Regions from separate parts of the Pan troglodytes genome. Here region 2 is linked to region 1. The links are chromatin contacts, called in public Hi-C maps. All regions are on one chromosome and are shown on one strand. Each heading gives the region's core, a stretch centred on a gene start, on an enhancer-like site or on the middle of the called end of the contact. The rest is flanking DNA. Distances are from core to core; before and after follow the strand shown. Region 1 has its middle 89 kb from the start of PROK2. Region 2 has its middle 190 kb from the start of RYBP.

What was found. Hi-C and Micro-C count contacts between places; a contact is called where the count stands out from the background.
Region 2: a Hi-C map of induced pluripotent stem cells shows a contact between it and region 1, with 2.1 times the contacts expected there. The contact joins two enhancer-like sites. A contact is called at or near these places in 2 of 7 Hi-C or Micro-C datasets (induced pluripotent stem cells and stem cell-derived neural progenitor cells).

The regions. Positions count from the first base shown.
Region 1 is chr2:75,864,325-75,870,984 of NHGRI_mPanTro3-v2.0_pri, reverse strand. No RefSeq gene overlaps it. Among named protein-coding and RNA genes, the nearest start is that of PROK2, 89 kb to the right of the region's middle. Within about 2 kb of position 1,989, at least 4 of the 24 cell types and tissues checked have an H3K27ac peak or open chromatin away from gene starts, as enhancers often do. A contact at or near this core is called in induced pluripotent stem cells, where this site is marked.
Region 2 is chr2:76,248,335-76,255,711 of NHGRI_mPanTro3-v2.0_pri, reverse strand. No RefSeq gene overlaps it. Among named protein-coding and RNA genes, the nearest start is that of RYBP, 190 kb to the left of the region's middle. Within about 2 kb of position 5,786, at least 10 of the 24 cell types and tissues checked have an H3K27ac peak or open chromatin away from gene starts, as enhancers often do. A contact at or near this core is called in induced pluripotent stem cells, where this site is marked.

The DNA of each region.
Region 1 (6,660 bases), core at 740-3,239:
TGTCACCAGTGTCCTGGCAGAACCAACAGGCATTCCACTCACTTCTAACAGGCTCTGAAGCTCCCCAGAGGACCCCCTTGCCTCACTGGAGTCCCCAGGGCCCATTTGGGGTCAGTCTCTGTCAGGAAGCCAGAGCAAATTTCTTACCCTTCCTCCCAGTTTTCCTGGTCTAGGCCTGTTTCTCTTTCCTGTGTCATTTGCCACCTTCCCCAGGAAGGTTATCTGAGGATGCAGAGAGGTAGAAAGTTGTCAGCTGTGATGCCTGCAGGCCAGGTGGGGAGGAAATGGTCTCTCCAAACCCCTTCCCAGCAAGCCTGGGTCCTGGATCCCCCTGTCAGAGGCGCGTGAACCAGAACAACTCCATCTTGAATAGGAGCTGGGTAAAATGAGGCTGACACCTGCTGTGCTGCATTCCCAGACGGTTAAGGCATTCTAAGTCTCAGGATAAGATGGGAGGTCAGCATAAAATACAGGTCACAAAGACCTTGCTGATAAAACACTTTGCAGTAAAGAAACCGGCCCAAGCCCACCAAAACCAAGATGGTGATGAGGGTGACCTCTGGTCATCCTCACTGTTACACTCCCACCAGCACCATGACAGTTTACAAATGCCATGGCGACATCAGGAAGTTACCCTATGTGGTCTAAAAAGGGGAGGCACGAAGAATCCACCCCTTGTTTAGCATATCATCAAGAAATAACCATAAAAATGGGCAACCAACAGCCCTCAGGGCTGTTCTGTCTATGGAGTAGTCATTCTTTTGTTCCTTTACTTTCCTAATAAACTTGCTTTCACTTTACTGACTCGCCCTGAATTCTTTCTTGGGCAAGATCCAAGAACCCTCTCTTGGGGTCTGGATTGTGAACCCTTTCCTATAGCAACCCCATCTCAGGGGACCATCCCTCCAGCGTCCTCCCTGGGGTGGCCCCTGGGCCAAGAGGCCAGGAAGAGAGCCCTCCTTTGATCACTCCCTTGTCAAAGCAAAAGGATTAAGATCCTACCACTTCCAGCTCAGCAATTCTCAGAAGATCACTCCATGCCCTCCTTTCCACCTGTATGACACGGGGATAATGACAATGTCTTCCTGGGCTAGGCACGAGGATGCAATGAGTTAATCCATGGAAAGTACTCAGCCCAGTGCCTGGCACCTATGCCCAATAAATTGTTCAGCATTGTTAGTGCTGTTATTATCTATAGTTGAGAAGTAATAATACCAGTTGCAGTTATCTCAGGCTACACTCCATGTTTTTACCACTTTGCTTTTCTTCTCAGACACACACATAAACACAGCCCACTTAATGGCAGAGGGATGCAGCTTTACAAGCAGAACCAGCGAAGGGAACTCAGTTTAACTCTGGCCTGTGCCCAACTCAAAGGGTGGCCTTCAGCAAATTACCACTCCTCTTTGGGCTTCCATCAGGACGTGTAATTTATCTGGAAATAGCTCAAGTGAAGTGTCAGGGGTCACAACTTAGAGAGCTCAGGCCAAATCCAATTGTCAGAGAAGTTCTTGGGCCAACACTGTGCTCTGAAAATGGGGCAACAGGTTAGGGACTGTGGTTCACACCTGTAATCCCAACACTTAGGGAGGCAGAAGTGGGTGGATTGCTTGAGCCCACGAGTTCGAGATCAGCTTGGGCAACATGATGAACCCTCATCTCTACAAAAACAACAAAAAAGAAAAATACAAAAATTAGCCAGGCATGGTGGCCTGTGCCTGTAGTCTCAGCTACTCTGGAGGCTGAGGTGGGAGGATCACCTGAGCCTGGGAGGTGGAGGTTGCAGTGAGCCATGATCGTGCCACTGCACTCCAGCCTCGGCAACAGAGTAAGACCCTGTCTCAAGAAAAAAAAAAAAACGGGGTGACATCACATCACAGTCCAGATATCTGGCTCCTCCCAGCATTTGGGGTGATCTGCACTGCCCGATCCGGTGGAGCCAGGAAGAGCTTTGCGAGGCATCTTTAGCCTTTCAGCCAATTCTCCTCTTTCCTCCTGCTCATGCAATCATTCCCTACCTGGCCCCTAGAGGCCTTTGACTTTGTAACCCTCTGAACTCACTAAATTCTCAGGTGGTTTCCGCTTTCAAATTCAGCAGTTGAAACCTCAGGTCTGACTTGCAGGGCTGGGAAGGATTTGTCTCCCTGCTGCAGGGGGTTAAGTGGCTGCTTTTGAAAGGACAAAGCTAGAGATGACTCGATAAGATAAGGAGCTCTGTTTTCAGGAGGAAAGAACAGGATTTTGTTGTGATCCAGAGGATAACAGTCTGAGCCTCTCATTCATCAGCCCATCCCTCCTCCCTCCCCTTAGCAGGCGCTCAGGGCCACCATGGGATGTGTCTGCAGCTGCTGCCATCTGCTGGGGCATAAAGTTGCTGCAGCCTGCCTGGGGATGGCATTTCCAGGGTTTGCACAGGTGTTTCCTGCCAAGCCCCGAATGATAGCTCTTGTCCCAGTAGAGGCAGTGGGCTCGCCGCTACAGTTGCTGGTATTTATCAAGCACCTGCTATGAGCCAAACACTATTTTAGAAATTCCGTGAGTTTTCCTACTAATCCATTTGCTAGAATAGAAGCCCACATGGGCAGGGAGTTTTGTCTCTTTTCTTCACAGTAGCAGCCCTAGTGCCTGGAACAGTGCCTGGCACAAGGAAGGAACTTGGTACAGGTGGGTTGCATGAGAACAAGTGTAAAGACAGATTGTGTCGTTATGTCCATTTTATGGATGAGGAAATTGTCACTCAGAGACACAAAGGCTCAAGGTACTATGGGTAAACCTGTGGGAGAAGCTGAAACATTCCTGGTGTGGGCAGAGTTTGTCTAGCACTGCAGGTGATTTTGAAGATGATCAAGACAGGCAACAGGTAGGAATGAACACCTCAGGTAGCCAGGGTCCTTTGAAGTTCAGAAAACCCAGGGTGCAAACCAACAGGAAACTAAGCCAAATCCACGAAATGTTGCAATGGGGCCCGGGGACCTGGCCAGGGCAAGAGGCCCTTCACATGTGTTTTGTGTGTGTTTTTTGAATTAGGAAACTTAATTTTTTTTTGAACAGTTTTAAATTTACAGAACAACTGAGTGGAAAGTACAGGGAGTTCCCATATATGCTCTCACGCCTACCCACACATATGCACACACAGCCATTTTCCCTATTACTAACATCTTGCATCAGCATGAAACATTTGCTACAATTGATGAGCCAATATTGATAACATGATTTTTAACTAAAGTTCATAGATTGCATTAGGGTTCATTAGGGTTCACTTGGTGATGAACATTCTGAGTTTTGGAAAATGCATGATGTCATATATCCACCATTACAGAATCACACAAAATAGCTCCATTCCTTAAAAATCCCCTGTGCTCCACTTATTTTATTTTATTTTATTTTATTTTATTTTTTTCAGACAGGAGTTTTGCTCTTGTCACCCAGGCTGGAGTGCAATGGCATGATCTCGGCTCACTGCAAGCTCCGCATCCCAGGTTCAAGTGATTCTCCTGCCTCGGCATCCCAAGTAGCTGAAATTACAGGTGCCTGCCACCACACCCGGCTAGTTTTTTGTATTTTTAGTAGAGATGGGGTTCTCCATGTTGGCCAGGCTTGTCTCGAACTCCTGACCTCAGGTGATCTGCCCACCTCAGCCTCCTAAAGTGCTGGGATTACAGGTGTGAGCCACCGCGCCCAGCCCGTGCTCCACCTATTTATCCTTCCCTCTCCTCCAGCCCCTGGCCACCACTGATCTTTTTACTATTTCTATAGTTTTGCCTTTTCTAGAATGTTATATACTTAGAATCATACAGTATACAGCCTTTTCAGATTGGCTTCTTTAATGTAGTAATATGCATTTAAGGTTTCTCCATATCTTTCCATGGCTTACTAGCTCATTTCTTTTTATCACTGAATAATATCCCATTGAATGGATGTGCCACAGTTTGTTTATCCATTCACCAATTAAAGGACATCTTGGTTGCTGCTGCTTTTTTTGGAGATGGAGTCTCACTCTTATTGAGACTGGAGTGAAGTGGCATGATCTCAGCTCACTGCAACTTCCACCTCCCGGGTTCAAGTGATTTTCCTGCCTCAGCCCCCTGGGTAGCTGAGATTACAGATGCCTGCCACCACACCTGGCTAATTTTTGAATTTTTAGTAGAGACAGGGTTTCACCACCTTGGCCAGGCTAGTCTCATACTCCTGATCTCAAATGATCTGCCTATCTCAACCTCCCAGTGTGTTGGGATTACAGGCGTGAGCCACTGCACCCAGCCACATTTGGTTGCTTCTAAGTTTGGCAATTATGAATAAAGTTTCAATAAACATCTGCGTGCATGTTTTTGTGTAGACATAAGTTTTCAACTCACTGGGTAAATACTTAAGAACCCAATTGCTGGATTGCATGGTAAGTTTTGTAAGAAACTGCCAGATGGTTTTCCAAAGTGGCTGTACTCTGTTGTGCTTCTGAACATAGCTCTTAGATCAGGCCTGCTGGCCAGGGTTTGCCCATTCTCGAAGTAGAGGTTAGGCCTGGGAGTCCTCTGGTCCCATCGGCAGCCTGCCCTTTTGCTGAGCCAAATCCACTTCCTCTGGTGAAAGGTGCAAGAAAAGAGCTTTTCTTTTCATCCTACAAAGAGGGACCTACTTTAGATGAGGTATGATGCTGTGGCAATCCCGGATGTTTGAAATTCCCAAGTCATCCCCTTAGGCTGGTGAAGGGGCCCACGGCTCTCAAGAGTCAACCTGTGCCTTTGGTTCAGAATACTTGACCTGAGTGTGCCCGTGTGGGCTGAAGGAAACAGCTACTGTTTTGATGTGCGGTACTTTTGGTTCCTACCCAAAACCGTGATGAAACCAGTGCCTCTGGAATCAAAATATCCAGCTCTTGTTCCCTTTCCACTCTTTCTACAAGGTCAACAAGTTAGGTAACAGTTTAATTTGCATCATTCCAAAATTTAGAGTAATTAGAATATTAAAATTTAGGGTAATTAGGGAGATAATGGAACTATAAGCATGCTAGGAGTTTATTTTGCTTTTCTTCTCTTTTTTTTTTTTTTTAAGGCTATGAAAAATCAGATATGACCCCTTTAACGTTACTTTAAAAACACAATTTTAAAGTTAGGCTAATATGAAACTGAAACTGTAGGAAAGAAAGGACTTTCTTAGTTATGCTTTTGACATTATTTTCCAGAATCCAAAATGCCATGTTTGCTTGCTTCTACACAATGGCATCTCCTCTCCCTGCCTCCCCCAAAAAACAAAAAACAACCAATCTAAAAAACTTTATATTCCACCAATAACTTGGAGCAAGTCATTTAATCATCAGCTTATTTTTAAAGGCTAATATTCTTTGGTGATTGCCTAGGAAAACTCAGAGACTCTCACTTGAACTACTTCAATCTGTGAAGAGGAAAAAAATACTTTTGTTTTGCTGGTCGGAGGAGGGTTTATTTATGTGTCTCATTTTACAAGCCTAAGCGCTGCAAATGTAAACACTCTGAAGGAAGATTTTTGTTCTAATGACTTAACTGAAACCAGAAGCATCTCTCTTTGATTTACTGGAACAAGTCCAGTGTGGTCTTGATCTAGCATTATAGAACACGTGTCTCTACCTATGCAGCTGAGAAAACTTACCTTTTCTGTTCCAGCCAAGTAATTTCTCAAAGAATGAGGATGGGTGAAGTCTAGCAAAAACCAAACAAACAAACAAACAAACAAACAAAAGTTAAAAAATTCTCCAGATGATTCTTATAGAAACTGAAGTTTGGGAACCCCTGCTTAAGGCAATACTTACTTTTTCCCTTTTTAATTTTTTTTACCTTTTCAACTTTACCTACAAAATAACACATTATGTTTTTCCTGAATGTTTGAGCACTGAAAATATATAAATAACACATTCTGGACAAGTATTTTCTTCCTGTTACGTTTGACTGTCTCATTGAAAACATTTTAACTCTTTTTAAAAAAAATTCTTAAAACTTTACTTTTTAAATGAACATACAGTAAAATTGACTTTGTATGTGAGCACAGTTCTGTGAATTTCAACACGCATACACATTCAAGTAACCACTCCCACAATCAATACAAAACAATTCCATCACCTAGAAAACTCCCTCATGCCATCCTTTTGTTGTCAGACCCCGCCACCGCCCCAACCCTGCAACCCTGACCCTTAGTAAGCACTGCCATTACCCATCATCAAAGTGTCTCTTCCACAAGGTCACGTAAATGGAATCATACAATATATAACCTTTTGAGACTGGCTTCTTTCAGTCGACATAATGTATTTGAGAGTCATCCAAGCAGTTGCATGTATCCATAGTTCTTTTTAAAATTAATGTTATTATTATTACTGAGCAGAATTCCATTGTGTGGGTGTAACGCTTTTTTCACCCGTTGTAGGGTATTTGGCTGCTTCCAGTTTTTGGCTGCTATAATCAGTATAAATAGAGCTGGGTTTGTGTTAAATCTATAGATGAATTTGGGGGAGGATTCCCAACTTTACATTGTTACCTTCCCATTTATGTGTGCAGTATGTCTTATAAATAGAGCTGCTATCATCATTCCTGTATAGGTTTGGGGGTGTAGATAAATTTTCATGTTGTGATACTTAGGTAATTCCTAGTAGTGGGATGCTGAGTCAGCTGGTAGACGTGCCTGGAACTTTACGAG
Region 2 (7,377 bases), core at 4,537-7,036, 380 kb before region 1:
GCCTCTCTCTTTCCACCCACCAATCTCCTGCCAGTAGTCCCCTCTTCTCCATGGGGAGTATGTTCCCAGATCCCTAGTGCGTGCCTAAAACCATAGAATACTACTGAACCGTACACACACACACAGACACACACACACACACACACACACACACATATATATAGCACGATTTCTTTTTCATTCTTCACAATTTCACAGATGCAAGATTCATTCTTACCACAGATCTTAGCAACCTCGCCATACAATCTTTTTCTTTCCTTATTAAGTCGTGAACTTTCATCTTTTCACTTGAAGGAAGCACTTTACAGTTTCTGTTTGGCATACCTGAATTGCCAGCATCAATACTCTTGCACTTTGGGGTCATCATTCACTAAAATAAGTGTTCCTTGAACACAAGCACTGGGATAGCACGAGAGTCGATCTGATCACCGAGAGGGCTACTAAGTGACTAGACGGTGGGGATTGTAGACGGCGTGGATCCAATGGACAAAGGAAGGATTCATGTCCCAGGTGGGCTGAAGTGGGAGAGCACAAGATTTCATCATTCTACTGGGAATGGTGCACAGTGGAAAATGTATGGATTTTTTATTTCTGTGATTTTTTTCCATTTAATATTTTGGGACCATGGTTGACTATGGGTAACTAAAATCATGGATAAGAGGTGACCACTGTACTAAGAAGAAGCCAGAGGACTCCGTACGGGGCGGCCTTCCGGGACACAGAGCAGGGTAGAGGAAAATGGCAGGTGAATCTGGAGGGGCACACAGGAGTCTCCAGCGTGGTGGCCCACTCATGAAGGGTCTGAGGCATTCCAGGGAGCTGTGCTCCACCAGTTCAGAACCACTGCTCCAGCTCCAAAAGCTTCGCCTTGAACTTGGAGTGCTCTTCGCTCTGTGTCTTCTCTCTAAGAAGTGGTCTCCACCCTCTGGCCAGTGCCCCATGGCTGCGCCTCCAGCTCTGCCTGGCCTGCGGCTAGGGAGGCTTTTGCTGAAGCTGTTCATGGCCAGAGCACCCACTGGGCTGGCTGCCTGGCACAATTCAGGATGCTAATTGGGCACCCGGCAGCTGCGTGGAGTGCTCTGGAATCAGATTGGTTTTTAAAATTCTGATTCTATTTAAATATCTCTGGGGACTTAGATCAAGCCTGTTAAACACAAATCCTTCATACAAAAAGACCAGAAAGGAAGAAGCAGTTCTGTCCCATGTATGAGAGTCTCACTTTCACAGTCTCATGTCATCAGTGACACAACACACACCTATTTCACCCAAATGGGGAAAAGGGGAAAGGGAAAGCAGCTTGCCCAAAACTAACTGAAGCTGGTTCCAAGGACACCTCCCTGGCTGGCCCTGTCCTGCCCGCAATACTTTCCTCTCTCTCACAGGCGCTCATGTCATTGGGAACTTACTCCTTGGAATTTCCACCTCACCAGGGAGCCTCTGTATCCTCACTTTACTGAGAAGGAAACTCAGATGCAGAGAGGTTAAGTGACTCACCCAAGGCCATAGACTCATAAGTGGCATCTTCAGAAGGAAAACCCAGGTCTTCTGATGTCAAAGCTTGTCTTCTTAACCAGTTGTGTCTAGCTCTGGTTTGCTCAGGAGAGCCCAGAACAGCATGTGAGAAGCCCCTCTCAATGGGGGTGTGAGCTTTGGGCTTTTTCTGGCCTGAACGAAAGTTCACTTTGCACTCCAAAGACTCAACAAAAATCAAAGTAACCATGGTAGAGAATAGTCATTAAGAGCACTTGGGGTCAGGCAGACCACACTGAGTTCTTAACACCCTTTGAGCCTTGACATTCTCACCTCTATAATGGAGCTGTACCTCTCTTAGGTTGTATTTTCCTCAGAAGCTGATCCTGGGACAAGGATTCCAGTGCAAGTAGTTTATTTGGAAGGTGACCCCAGGAAACACTAGAAGGGGCATGGGGAAGTGAGTTGGGGAGGAGAAGGTAGCCAATATTAGGCGTATTATCAAGCAAGTCACCACAATGGGTGACTGGAGCTTAACGCCCTTGGGTATACTGGGCGCCCCTGAAGTTCCCACAGTGAGTTATCCCACTCAAAGAGCAGAGGAGCTGGGGTATTGATCTTGCATCATCCATTGGCTGAGGGCTGCTCTGGGGTGATATTAATTCCTGGGGGACTGCTGGCCTGCTAGGTGAGGCAGCAGAGCCAGTGAGAAGAAAGCCTTTGACAAAACAGCGCAGGTGTTGGCAGATGAAGTCGGGCCAGAGTGCACCGTGTTTAAGGAGCCAGGCGCTGCTAGCGTCTCAGATGCCTGCCCCATAGAGTTGCTGTGAGGAGGCCATAAAATAATGCCAGGCACCTCATAAGTGCTCACTACACCAGGCCCTTAGATTACTCTTATTATTATTGCCATTACCATTCCTGTGACTGCTACCAACTCAGGGCACACTGAGCAGCCAATTTGGTGCTTGCCATGTGTCTCCCACTGATGATTTTTGACATCAGAGTCTTTTGCTTTAGCCAAACGTTGTATTTCCCCTAGGGACCATCCACTGGGCAGAAAGCTCTGAGCTCCTGGCCCATGGGATGAGAATTCTAGCCAGGTGTGTTTCCCAAGCACAGGAAAGAATTTGCCTGGTAGGAGGAAATCGGGCCTGGCCGTGTTCATGGGCCGGGCTCGGTTTTCTCCAACTCTTTGGAGAGAAGAGAAAAGCACCACCCCCTCCCTTCCGCAGCCAGGGCAGCCTCCAGCTGGCAGCCGGTGCCCGCGTGCACAGCCAGGACCTGCGTGCAGCTGCCCCCTCCTTGGGCTGCCTGCCCTCCTGTTGTTTCCCTGAGGGCCCCCATAGAGCAAGGCCCTCTCTGGGAGCTGCCGGAGGGTGGGTTGCTTCCTCCAAGCCCTCCTCCCTTCCTGTGTACCTTCTGCTACTTCCTCTTCCCACCCCACACCCCCCACCTTCCTATTTCTTTGTCATCCTTTCTTTGGGCTCCTTGGGGAGGGGTTTTGGTCAGGATTATTCCCACATCTCCCCTCAGAACCACTGGCTGGGTTTGCAGCGTGTTGAGGGGGGCTTTTCCCTCCTCCTTCCTTTGGGTCTGTTCCCTCTTGTGTTTGCTTTGATCTCCAACGGATGCCGACAAGTGGACGGGCCCACCCACTGATCTCTTTCACTGTGGCTGAAAAGAAGTGTTTTCATGTTCTTAGGGCTCGTTGCTCTTGCTGCCTGTAGAAGGGAGCGATGCTGGCTGGCGATGGAGCTGCTGGAACCCTGCAGATGGAAAGAGCTGGCAGTGCTGGCTGGGTTGTTATGAGGGAGCTGATGGTGGGGGTGTGGGTTTGCTGTGGACCGAGGGTTGGAGACAGGCAGGGTGCTGGGGTGGGATGGCAGCTGGTGAAATTGGACAGATCCCTGAGAAAATGTAGCAGGCTCTCTCAGGAGGGATTTCCAGGAGCTGCTGTCTGGAAGCTTCCCAAGTACCTGCCATTCAGGAGGAGATGCAAATGAGGAAACAGGCCAGTGGAGCACTTGGATTCAAGTTCTGAGTATGTTACTACCTGACTATGAGGCCTTGAGTAAATAAATGAATAAATAAATAAAACACCCAGTCCTTCTGTGCCAGCACTTTCTGAGTCCTCAATTGGCTAAGTGGACACCCCTTCCACTTAGTTTGGGAGTTCATGGTATCAGCTCTTGCTGCATAAAAAGAACCCCCCAAACTTAGTGGCTTGTAATGACCACCATTTATTTAGCTCATGATGCTGTGTGTGACTCAGCGTTTGAGCTGGGTTCTGCTGGGTGGTTCTTCAGCATTGACTAGGCTCACTCATCCATCTGTGGTTAACTGCCGGGGCTGCTAAGGGCTGGCTGGTCCAGGCTGACCCAGCTGAGACAGTGTCTGTGTTCCATGAGCTTTTCATCCTTTAACAGGCTACCCCAGGGAGTCTCTGGACTCCAGGACAGAAGGACACAAAACCTTTTCAGACCTAGACCTAGGCCTGTCATGGTGCCACTGCTGCATCATTCTGTAGGTCAAAGCAAGTTACAAGGCCAGCCCAGACTCAAGGAGTGGAGAAACAAATTTCACCTTTTGATGGGAAAAGCAGCAAAGTCACATTGCAAAGGCTGACTGCAGATACAGAGGGTGGAATAGTTTTGGCCATTTTTGCAAACAATCTGCTATGCTTGTGAAATAATAGGCTCAAAATCACTTGGAAGAGCAGAAAGTCTTTACTGCAAAGAAAGATGCGAAGGGCAGAAAATCAGCTTAATCCCACAATCCCAAGGAATGCATTGAGAATGTATTTGTCTGTGTAATCCAGTCATTTCTCAGGCTCATGTAATGGTGTTTTGGGTGGAGTAGGAACCAGAATTTGAATGACCAGATGAACAGAATTAGATGAGAATCCTTTTTCTGGTTGTCTATTTGCAGCCTCTAAGAAGTGAAGTCTCCTGACTCATCCACATTTGAGTTTGGACATATGCTACTGGGACTAATGAATTTAGATAGCTTGGATGGTGGTCCAGTTTCGGGGACCCCCATGATGGGGGATGGTGTCTTTCATGGTAAACAAGATGTCTGACAGCATAAACAGCACAGGGAGGAGCTCTGGGTACTGTATAATGAATACAAGAAACTACCCTACCTCACAGTGGCATATGTGTTTTCTGGAAAGTCACAGCTGTCAACTGAAGGGGAGACATCTCTAAACTCAAATGCTTCAGGGGCTTAAGCAGCTTTGCTGTGTGACCCCTCTAAGTGAGTGTGATGCAGCGAGCATGTCATTCATTTCTTCCAGTTGATGATAGGACTTGCTGGCCACCGGGAGCTGGTGCCAGGAGAGATTTGGGGTTCTGGAGGATGGTGGATTTTCAGCTCCAGCAACACCAGCAAGGAAACAGCAGTTTCAGTGCAAAGAGCTGCGAAATCCCAGCCTTCCTAGCCTCATGGCGCCTGGGTCTCTTTCACAGATACACGCAAGCAGTATTGGAGCCGGAACTGGCCTCTAGAAATGTCGACCAGTTGTCATCCTCACCAGCAGACTACCGGAGTGTTTATTTCTCTTCTGCTTTCGCCAGCTCTGGACATTCTCACTAAAAAATAAAACAACAAATCCTGCATGGCTTTAAGAAGTCTCTTTATACATATGCATACATAGAAGCCGGAGGGTCCCGAAGCCATTCTGATTGGGCAACAATTTGGAAGACAAATGATGACAGCCTCATTATGGGGCATGGCCAACCGACTGCCATCCTGCTTGAGAGGGTCGAGCAAGCTGCACACATTTTAATGTTCACTCGGGAGAGCGCTCCTCTCTTCCTCTTCAATTACCCAGCATGGTTACGTGGTGCTTTTCACTCACCAAGCCCTGGAGGTTAATTACTCCACACGGCGCCTTTTACCAGCAGGAGGTGTGCCTTGGCAGTCCTCAGCCCTGCACGTGGCCTGCCCAGATGGGTGGCACATCCCGCCCTCGCTGGCTGCTGGGTTTCAGTTTGTTTTTGTTTATGTTGGCTCCGTTTCAACAGAGCCTACAGATGTGGTCAAACTGGAAAGGGGGTGGGGGACTAGAAGCAAAGGGGGGAAATAAAGGCGCCAATCATTTCTGATATCATCTGATCTGACCAGAACTTTTTGAAGGGGTCAGTGAGAAAAGCCAGGCTTGGTCTGGGCCTCTGCTGCTTTCTATTTTCGGTCTTGTCTCCATCCCACCCAGAGAGTGGGAAGCCCAGGCACTGAGGCTCACCTTAAAGAGCCCGCGCAGAGCTTGCTCGAAGCAGCTCTGATTTCCAGGCCACAGGCAGGAATGGCTTGGTTCATTGGCCGCTTCTCCTCTTGGGGCTCCATGGGACTGGCTTAGTCCTAATGAGAGCTGGCAGACAGAGAGGAAGCAGGGTTGACAGAGAGCTGACTGCCCCTCCCCAGGCAGACTTTTCACCTGGCAGGTAAAAACCATCCCAATTAGCTGCCACAGCAAGGCTGGGCCTGGAGCTCACAGCCCATCCTGTCACCTGCCTTCCCTGGTGGCGGAAGCAGAAGCAAGCCTGGGGGGCATGGCGGGTGGGTGGGGGGCTGTAGGCTGTGGGTGTGTGGGAGGACCCAGTTCCCAGAAGAGGCTGCACTTTCTCTGGGGTTTCCACAAAGCCCAGGAGATCTCTTCTGGGACAAACCCTTGCCCCAGCAGGCTTGGGGAGGGGCAATGAAAGAGTTAAAGCCCTCACTTCTTCACCCACCTCCCTGCTCCCCTATGACTGTTCCAGTGGCCCCCCCTTCCTTGTGGGGCTCCTGCGGCTTCCACAGGGAGCCAGGCAGGGCCCTGCCCCTGGCTACATCTGCCAAATGCAAATAGTTGCTAAAGTTATTTAGTGTGTCCTCACGGCTCCTTTTTGTCACTGGTGTTCCCTAGGCAACCGCTGCTGGAATGCAGTCAACTTCTAGAGGTTCTTCACAGGCAGGAATAGAAAATGGCTCTTGCTCACTTCTTGTTTGGGGGCTTCTCTGAGTGGATCCTTACATTGGGAACTAGAGTCCTTGCTTTTCTTATTTGAAAAGAGGACAGCGAGAGAAAGCTGACCAAACTGCCCTCTAGAAGTGGAGGAGGTGGAAATTCAGGGTCCCTTTGCTACTTTCGCTGGATGGAGGTGACCAGGGCTACAGAGAATGGCCTTCAACATGTTTATTTCCTTCTGCCAAGACCTTCCCACAGGAGCGACCTTCCCATAGAGCAAGAGAGGTTTCTCTCTTCTTTCTAAAGATTATACAGATCAGTCAACTTTATCTTAAAGCTATATTTCTCATATAAGCAAAACATTTCTTATAAAAAATTAGAAAATACAGATAAAGTATAAAAAAGGGAAAAATCCCTATACACATTTCCCATAATCCCATCATCCAGAGATGATTACTATTAACATTTTGATTACATGCTTATATTTGTATAGAAGTCTTATACAAATTACCCCCAAACTCAATGGTTTTACAGTGGTTCTCAAACATTTTTGGTCTCAGGACACTTTTACACTTGTAAAGTCATTAAGGACCTCAAAGAACTTTTGCTAGGTCAGCTATATCTATCAATATTTACTGTATAGGAAATTAAAGCTCAGATAATTTTAGAATGAAGAAGGCACACACATGTATTCTATTAACTATCACAGCAATAATGTTATTACACATCATATAACCTATGGGAAAGTCCACTGTACACTCTTGAGAGTGAACAAGGCAAATAACATGTTAGTAGTATTAGCAAAAGAGTTTGGACTTTGCAGATCCTCTACTAGGGCCTCAGGGACTCCCCAGGAGTTCCCAGATCCCAGACCATGCTTTGAGAACTGCTGATTTTAAAACATTTAGAATTTGCTATTGCTTATGAGACCTCTGGTCAGCTGGAGGGCTCTTCTGATCTTG